3 separate regions of the Mus musculus genome follow, and all the other regions are linked to region 2. A link is a contact called in public HiChIP or PLAC-seq and promoter capture Hi-C data. All regions are on one chromosome and are shown on one strand. Each heading gives the region's core, a stretch centred on a gene start, on an enhancer-like site or on the middle of the called end of the contact. The rest is flanking DNA. Distances are from core to core; before and after follow the strand shown. Region 1 has its middle 12 kb from the start of Gm36109. Region 2 holds the start of Scgb3a1 (secretoglobin, family 3A, member 1). Region 3 holds the start of Sqstm1 (sequestosome 1).

Evidence for each region. Promoter capture Hi-C pulls out the DNA fragments that hold promoters and counts their contacts. HiChIP or PLAC-seq counts read pairs in DNA pulled down with a chosen protein or histone mark.
Region 1: an H3K4me3 HiChIP or PLAC-seq map of bone marrow-derived macrophages shows a contact between it and region 2, with 8 times the contacts expected there. The contact joins the enhancer-like site here to the promoter of Scgb3a1 in region 2. A contact is called at or near these places in 4 of 39 promoter capture datasets (the 3T3-L1 cell line, liver, stem cell-derived epiblast-like cells and 1 more) and 3 of 115 datasets of contacts at active chromatin or transcription factors (bone marrow-derived dendritic cells, bone marrow-derived macrophages and embryonic stem cells).
Region 3: a promoter capture Hi-C map of pre-B cells shows a contact between it and region 2, with 2.7 times the contacts expected there. The contact joins the promoter of Sqstm1 here to the promoter of Scgb3a1 in region 2. A contact is called at or near these places in 1 of 39 promoter capture datasets (pre-B cells) and 1 of 9 other capture datasets (embryonic stem cells).

What each region holds. Positions count from the first base shown.
Region 1 is chr11:48,786,529-48,789,228 of GRCm38.p6, reverse strand. No RefSeq gene overlaps it. Among named protein-coding and RNA genes, the nearest start is that of Gm36109, 12 kb to the left of the region's middle. Within about 2 kb of position 1,283, at least 199 of the 459 cell types and tissues checked have an H3K27ac peak or open chromatin away from gene starts, as enhancers often do. A contact at or near this core is called in bone marrow-derived dendritic cells, bone marrow-derived macrophages, embryonic stem cells and 2 more, where this site is marked.
Region 2 is chr11:49,662,304-49,665,003 of GRCm38.p6, reverse strand. It overlaps Scgb3a1 (secretoglobin, family 3A, member 1), which reads right to left and starts at 1,409. Exons shown (of 3, transcript NM_054037.2): 1 at 1,289-1,409; 2 at 399-634; 3 at 1-36. The coding sequence starts at 1,343. The coding sequence ends at 13.
Region 3 is chr11:50,209,475-50,212,174 of GRCm38.p6, reverse strand. It overlaps Sqstm1 (sequestosome 1), which reads left to right and starts at 1,355. Exons shown (of 8, transcript NM_011018.3): 1 at 1,355-1,622. The coding sequence starts at 1,418.

The DNA.
Region 1 (2,700 bases), core at 34-2,533, 880 kb after region 2:
TATTTTATTTTATTTTGGTTTTTCAAGACAAGGTTTCTCTGTATAGCCCTGGAACTTACTCGGTAGACCAGGCTGGCCTCGAACTCAGAAATCCACTTGCCTCTGCCTCCCAAGTGCTGGGATTAAAGGCGTGTGCCACCATGCCCGTTTTTTTTTTTTTTTTTAATTAAATAACTTGTGAGCAAGTTGGGCATCTTGGGGAACTTGGGGTTCCTTTGCCATTTTGGATGATTCATTTTATAGTTTGTACATTAAACTATGCGTAAGCGGCCTGTGAGGAAGCTCAGAGGGTAAAGCACTCATCAGGCAATAAACGGACACTCCAAGAAGCATTCTGTTCTACCGGGCACAAAAAGGCACAGCAAGCAAGCAAACATTCCAAAATCTCCGTCTGTGGAGCTTAGTGCTGCCACCTTGTGTCCGCTTTGGTTCCCAGTTCTCATTAGTAAATTAAGCACAAAATCTCCCCCCCCCCCCTTTTTTTTGTCTCTGTGTCTGATTTCCCTCTCTCCCTCTCCCTCTCCTCCCTCATCAAAAGACAACGCGCAAAAGTGGGTTCTATTCCCTTTGTCGTTTGGGAGGTACTTGGGGATCAACCTTAAGTAGTCAGGCTAGGCTTGAGGCAAGCACGTTATCCACTGAGCCCTGTCGCCAGCCTTCGTTTGAATTTTAGTTTAGTATTTTTTCATATGAGTAGGACATTATATTGATTTTTATTTCAAAATATATGGGAGGGGAGGCCCTTGGTCCTGGGGAGGTTTGATGCCCCAGCATAGGCGGATGCTGAAGCGGTGGGGTGGCGGTGGTGGTGGGTGGGGGTGTACTCTCATACAGGCAAAGAGAAGGGGGAGGGCAGATGTGGCATGGGTGGTTGGTGGAGGGATAACCAGGAAGTGGGATATCATTTGAGATATAAACGAATGGAATGATTAATAAAGAAAATGCTACTTGTGATCCCTTTTGCCCAAGAATCTTTTAGGCAACCTGGGATAGGAAAATATATTAAGTATATTTGTTGCTTTTCTGTTGCTGTGACAAAAATGCCTCTAGCCCAAAGCAGCTTAAGGAAAAATGGGTTTGCTATGGTTCCAGGGGCATAGAGTCCATATGTTGGCGGGAGACAGGGGCTGCAGGCAGAACTGTGTGTGTGTGTGTGTGTGTGTGTGTGGTGTAAGCCGGCTGGTCATGTGTTCATTTGCCGAGGGGGTGGGGATCAAGAGAGTGAGAGTGAGACTGAAAGCAGGAAGTGCAGTCAGGCCATCAACTCTCAGAACCAGCAGCTCCCAATGACGCACTTCCTCCAGCAAGGCTGATCTGCCTAAAGGTTCCACTACCTCCCCAAACAGCACCAACTGGGGAACAAGTGTTCAAATACAAGAGCCTGCCGGGCATGGTGGCACACGCCTTTCATCCCAGCACTCAGGAGGCAGGGGCAGGCGGATTTCTGAGTTCGAGGCCAGCCTGGTCTACAGAGTGAGTTCCAAGACAGCCAGGGCTATACAGAGAAACCCTGTCTCAAAACAAAACAAATACAAGAGCCTATGGAAGACATGTCTTACTGAAATCACACAGTAGGTCTATAAAATAGAGATAAGGATAAAACATTTACTGATAACAAATCACAAAAGATCTATTTCACGGCCAGTGAGATGGCTCAGCTGTAAGGTACCAAGCTTAATGAGCTGTGTTTGATGCCCAGGACCTTTTCAGCAGAAAGAAATAACTGATTTCCTCAAGTTGTCGCCAGTGTCCACATGTATGCTGTATCCACATGGATGGCTGTAATGACAGTTAGTTAGTTAACCATCGATTTATCTATTTCTTTAGTTGTGGGGTCTCACTTTGTATTCCTGGCCTGCCTGGGATACAAAGTGCGTCACTGAGTTCCATCTGCCTGTGCTTTCCCACTGCTGGGAGTAAAGGTGTGCATCACAGCCCAGCAGAATGTGTGCAGACTTTAAAAAAAACGAAACCCAAACTTAGCCTTTTTAGTTTGTTTGTTTTTGCATATTTTGCGGGTGGGGCTCAAGACAGTCTCTTTGTGTAGCCTTGGATGTCCTGGAACTCAAGGAGATCCGTCTGCCTCTGCCTCCCAAGTGCTGGAATTCAAGGTGTGCACCATCACCGCCCAACTAGGAGAGCTGTGAAATTCTGTTCATTTTTAAAAAATGAGATGTAGAAGTTATGTAATAAACCCAAGGCCATTCACTTAAGAAATCAGTGAAGATTTAGACCCAGGCCTACTTCACTCCAGTCTCTGCTCTTAGACCCATGCTAGTTTTGTATACTTTTTTTTTTTTTTTTTTTTTTTTTTTTTTTGGTTTTTCGAGACAGGGTTTCTCTGTGTAGCCCTGGCTGTCCTGGAACTCACTTTGAAGACCAGGCTTGCCTGGAACTCAGAAATCCGCCTGCCTCTGCCTCCCGAGTGCTGGGATTAAAGGCGTGCGCCACCATGCCCTGCCAGTTTTGTATTTTTTAGTGAAAATATTGGAACCTAAATGTGTATGGCAAAAGGACAGGTTTTGCTAGATATTTTGATGACTTGAGTGGTAATTTGTGTGTGTGTTTGTGTTTTAACTTTTTATTGATTCTTTGTGAATTTTATACCATGCATCCCAATTCCATTCATCTGTTCCCTCGTACCCATTCTCCTCCCTTGCAACCTCACCCATAAAAGGAAATAAAACTCTCTCTCTCTCT
Region 2 (2,700 bases), core at 160-2,659:
CCCAGGTTCCCCTCAACCGAACATTGTCAGGACCCCCTGGAAAAGAGAAGCCAAGCTTGAGAGTGCCCTTCACTGCTACCGAGGATTGCTGAGGAGAGGACCTGGGTACCCGAGCTTACTCAAGACAGGAAGGCATAGTAGCTGGTTCTGGGGAGGGTCTCTGTAAAGCCCATAGGGAGAGAGCCTTAGGACAAACGTCATGGCTGGCTGGCAGCCACTTGCGAAAGGTAAACCCTGAACAACTCTTTGGAGTCTTCCCAGTTTTGTTAGGATATGGCTTGCTGGAGCAGATCAGGAAGCAAGGCTCTCTCTCTCTCTCTCTTTCTGATGTGGAAGGTGTCTGGGGAGGGGTAACCACCCAGGAGGAAGTAACCACGAAAGGAAGATGCCCATGTTACCAGCAGTGACTTCACAGCTCCTACAGCCTCAGGGCCCAGCTCGGTGACACACTTCCTGGATCCCTCTATGAGAGGATCCAATGGGATGCCCATGCTGGCCAGGATGAACCTCAGGATGGCCAAGTGGCTTAATGGTAGGCTAGGCACAGCCCCTGCCACAGCCTCTGCAGCTGGAGCAAGGGCGGCCACGGGTTCTACCGCAGGCTTGGCCAATGAGTCCATGAAGAAAGCAACACCTGCCAATACAAACAGAGAACCTAGGGCCTTCTCAAAGATTCTGAAGACCTAACTCCTCCAGGGAGGGCACCCAAGGGAGAAGTCATAGCCACCCTCCTACTTCTTGATTGATGGCTGCCCTGTGTCAAGGGAGATGCCAACAGAAGTTAGGAAAGGTGGCCATATATTGGGCCCAGGAAGGAGATGGCTACAGAGAGAGAGCCATAGGAGATGGGTAAGGTTTTTAGAGTTGGGGACATTCATACTGTGCCTTGCTGATTGTGGGGACATTAACCAGGTTGAGAGCAGATGGGATGGGTGGCATCAATCCAGGGCTGGCCCTTGAAGATGTCATCAGACTAGTGGGTGAGCTGAAGGTGAGTAGGTGGATATGTGAGTGAGAGGCAGCTCGGAGGCTCAGGTGGGACTCAGGTTGCGCTGACAGCAGAAAGCTTTAAAGGATCATAGGAAAAATAGAGGAAACCCTGGAAGGGATAAGCAGAGGAGCATCTGGGTTCCCCTGTAGACAACTCTGCTAGAATAGCTCCCATCAACATCTGCACAAGAGTGAAGGCTATATGGTAAAAACCAGCTGGAGCAGTCAGTGGCCAGGAAAAAGCAGGTAACAATGGCAGATCCTCCATAGGAGATACTAAGCCCCCAAGGGAACTCACCAGAGTCACTGAGCAGAGCCACACAGAGCACTAGAAAGGTGGTGGTAAGCTTCATGGTAGAATGAGTCTCAGAAGATGCTCCCAGGACCTATAAGACAATCTTCCTGAAGCCTGGCTCCGATGGGTTCATATATCCAGGAGTGGAACCTCACCCTCCTGGGAACTGTGTTGTTTGCTCAGCTAACAGGCAGAAAGGCAGCCAACTTCCTCTTATGGTCAGTGGACCCTGGGAGGCTCGCATATCCCACCTCAGTCCTGAGGATTTCCTCTTGGCAGGGTCTCCTGAACTCAAGTGCTAGGCCTTTCTTCCAGGAACCACGGATGCCCTTTGTCTTCATAGGGCCCACCCAGGCCTACACCTTGATAATGTGGTCTGACTCCGCCTCAACCTTGTCACGGTACAGGTCAGGGGCCCATGGCTCGGTGGGAACAGGCTCCCCACGGGCGATTATGTAGGTTCTGGGTCTGGAAGCATGAAGAGCACGGGGTGAATCAGCAGGTCCCAGGGACTCTAGATCTCTCAATGAGCTATTGGTCCCTGGTCCCAGACTATGGAAATGACACACCATGACAGTCTTCTCAGCTCCTGCTGGTCTGAGAGCACCAATCCATTGAGCCAGAAAGGAATGCCTAATAGCCTGGCTGGGCAACTGGGCCTTACTCCTGGCTACATATTTAGTTGGGCCACAGGTAGCTGCTAATGATAAAGGGGGCGGGGGAGAGGGGCTGTGACATTTTTCTGTCTTTTAAATCACTCTCAAAGGCAGCAGATGAGCTTGGTATATTTCAGTTTCTCTAAAAGCCCTTTCTTGTCTACCACCCGCAGAAATGTAGTAGAGAACGAAGCACGGATACCCTTCCATTAGGCTCATTAGTGGGAAGCTGTGACTTCCAGCATTTTAGAATGGCTCCGTCTCAGAAGTTGAGCATGCCTTGACTTTTGTAGCTGGGAGGAAAGGGTCTCCCGCGGCCCCTGGGCTGCTGTGAAGACTGCAGATCCCACCTGTTTCCAGCCCGTGGCTTGCGAGCATGCTGACGTTGTCTCTGCCTATTCCTTAGTCTTTTCCTTATTGCTTTGTCTGGGAAGCGTTTGTTAGTTACCATGGAAGTAATTTCGGCGGGAAATTAGTTTTCAGCTTGTGAGGTTGCACCTCCTTTCAATGGTTTTCTGGAAGGAACGCTGCCTGTAAGCGTCCATCTGTGTGAATGTAGAGGGCGCCACTGCCACACCCAGAATACCCCGAGCCTCTTCCTCTGAAGGGCGCATCTGAGATGTGGACATTGCTCTGAAAAGACAAGCCCAGTTGGCCTGACAGCGGTGTCCCCCAAAACCATCGTTTCACTTTCTGTGACAACTGTAGTCCAAGAACATTAAACAGAAAATCCCACAACTAACAGTTCTCAACTTTCCC
Region 3 (2,700 bases), core at 106-2,605, 550 kb before region 2:
TTCCCAAGGGCTGGGGTTACAGATGTGTGTCATCATGCTAGCTAACAGGTCACTCTGGCCACAGAAAGCAGCATTTCCTGGTTTTGGCGTTTGTATTGGGGGTTGAACCTAAGATGTAACACATACTAGGCAGGTGCTCTGTCACTGAGCTATATCCCTATGCACCAAATTCCCATTAATGATATCTCCCGGGTATATCCCTACTAAGCTAAATCCTCATGACCTGTATCCCTACTAAGCTAAATCTCTATAAGCTGTATCCCTACTAAGCTAAATCTCCTGTATCCTTACTAAACTGTATAGCCAGATTCTTTATTCCCGCCCCCCAGCACCCAGACTTTTTTTCTTTCTTAGAAGCCTCATGCAGCCAAGGCTGGCTTTGAACTCTGGAACCTCTGACCTCCCAAGTACTAGGATCACTTTCTATTTTGAAACAGTTTCACCAAGTTGCTCAAGCAGAATATCTTGAACTTGGTCTTTTCCTGCCTCAGCACCTCAAACAGCTGGAATAACCAACCTGTGGCACAGGACTGGCTATAGCTTGTATTTTGGTTCCTAGATGGAGGGCAGGTGGTCTGATCCCTTTGTGCTTTGAAGCCACTAAGGCCTGAGATACATGTACCTTCCGAGAGAGAGAGAGAGAGAAAGAGAGAGAGAGAGAGAGAGAGAGAGAGAGAGAGAATATGAATGTGTGTGTATGTGTGTGTGTGTCTGGGCTGCAGTGAGGAATCTCTGGTTGCAATGAACAGGTTGTGACTACTGCTGCCTCTGGAGCCCTGGCTACCCCTCTTACAGGGTGGGTTTGTGAGAAGTCACCAGTGCTTGTCCAACACCTCTCAACCTGATCTTTGTTAAATTGGGTGAGGCCTAAGATGGTGGGTGATGTTCCTTTATTCAGTGAGGGGCTGGTCATGGTGGATGCCTGGAAGGGGGTGGGAGTGGGGGCTACTACCGGGGACACTATGTTTAGGAGGGTCGGAATAGCATCCTGTGAGACAGCCTGTTTGGCTAAAAGAATGGCTACCTGACAGTAGACATCTGTGTCCTCCTAGCTTCTGGGCCGTACATCCCCCCTGGCTTGGGGACGACACTGCTGAGTCATAGGCAGGCCCAAGCCTGGGAGGTACCTAGGCTCGATACTTACGGGTCCTTTTCCCAACGACTTGAGGCTGAGGCTGGTCTCTTGTGGTCACCCATGTATTCGGTGGGAAAGAAAAGAGTAGGCAGTGGGGTCGTCTCGACCCCGTACCTTTCAAGGGTCCCATCAAGGGGGCTCCAGCGGCCGCCCCAGCCTAGGGGAGGGGCGGGGCTCATAGAGGCTCCGCCCCCACGAGGCGGGGCTCCCCCGTTTTCTATAAAAGCTGGGCTCTCGGCGCCGCCGCTGCCCAGCTGTTTCGTCCGTACCTAGACCGCGGTTATGGCGTCGTTCACGGTGAAGGCCTATCTTCTGGGCAAGGAGGAGGCGACCCGCGAGATCCGCCGCTTCAGCTTCTGCTTCAGCCCGGAGCCGGAGGCGGAAGCCCAAGCCGCGGCCGGCCCGGGGCCCTGCGAGAGGCTGCTGAGCCGAGTGGCTGTGCTGTTCCCCACGCTGAGGCCTGGCGGCTTCCAGGCGCACTACCGCGGTGAGGGCCTGGGGCGGGGAAGCCAACCTCCCCCGCCAGGGAGTAGTAGGTCTGGGCGAGGACGAGGCGGCGTGTCCTCTGGCTCCCCGCGGGGACAGGGTGGTCAGGCGGCCGCTCAGGTTACATCTAACATCCAGCGGTTCGCTTGCTCCCCGTAACGCCCGGTGGTGGGTTCAGTTAAAGCCCCGGAAGACCTGGGACCAGGCAGACGTGGAGGAGGGGTGGAGAGGAGTGACGCGGATAAATAAGCAGCGGGGGCGGGGTGGGGCAGCCCGTGGGAAGGGAGGTAGGGGACCCCGGAACTAGCTCAGTCTCTTGCGTTGGAGTGGCTGGTGGCTGCATGGGGTGGAGCTAGAGGTTGTTGACAAGAGACGAGTGGACAAGACCCTCCCTGTGGGAGGGAATGGTTTTGCGATCTCTATGGAGGACTGTGGGTAGGCCAGGTTGGTTGGTCAGTCTCTCTCTTTTCTGAAATAAAGCCACGTAGCCTGATTGGCCTGGAATTCACGAGTGGTTTAGGCCGTCCTCAATCACTCCAATCCTCTTGTCTCAATTTTCTAGTGCAGGAATCACAGGGACTACTGGACAGAAAATTTTCAGTGTAACTGCGTTATAACCTAGGACCTGTGCAATTCACCCAGTAAAAGTGTATAACGATTATTCTTTCGTATTAGCAGAGACAGGTCTTACTATATGGCCGGGATGGCCTGTATCTCTAAATTGTCCTTCTGAGTCATCTTTGTGCTAGGCATCCAGTCCAGGGCTTCATGCATGTTAGGCCCTCGAGCAACTGAGCTACCTCCCCAGCTCCTTGCATTTAAAAAAAAAAAATGAGTTGTATAACTATTTTCACATTCGGCTTAGAATCTCTTCATTGTTTTATAAATTTTATTTATATATTACATAAAAATTATATAACAATTATTGTAATAATTATTATTTTATTATATAATTTTTTTCCTGTTTGTCATCTTGTATCCTTTCCAGTTCCAGGCAATGGCTGGTCTACTTTAGTATTCATTTTACTATTAGGAATTAGAACACATTAAAATGGCTTTTTTTTTTTTTTTTGGTTGCT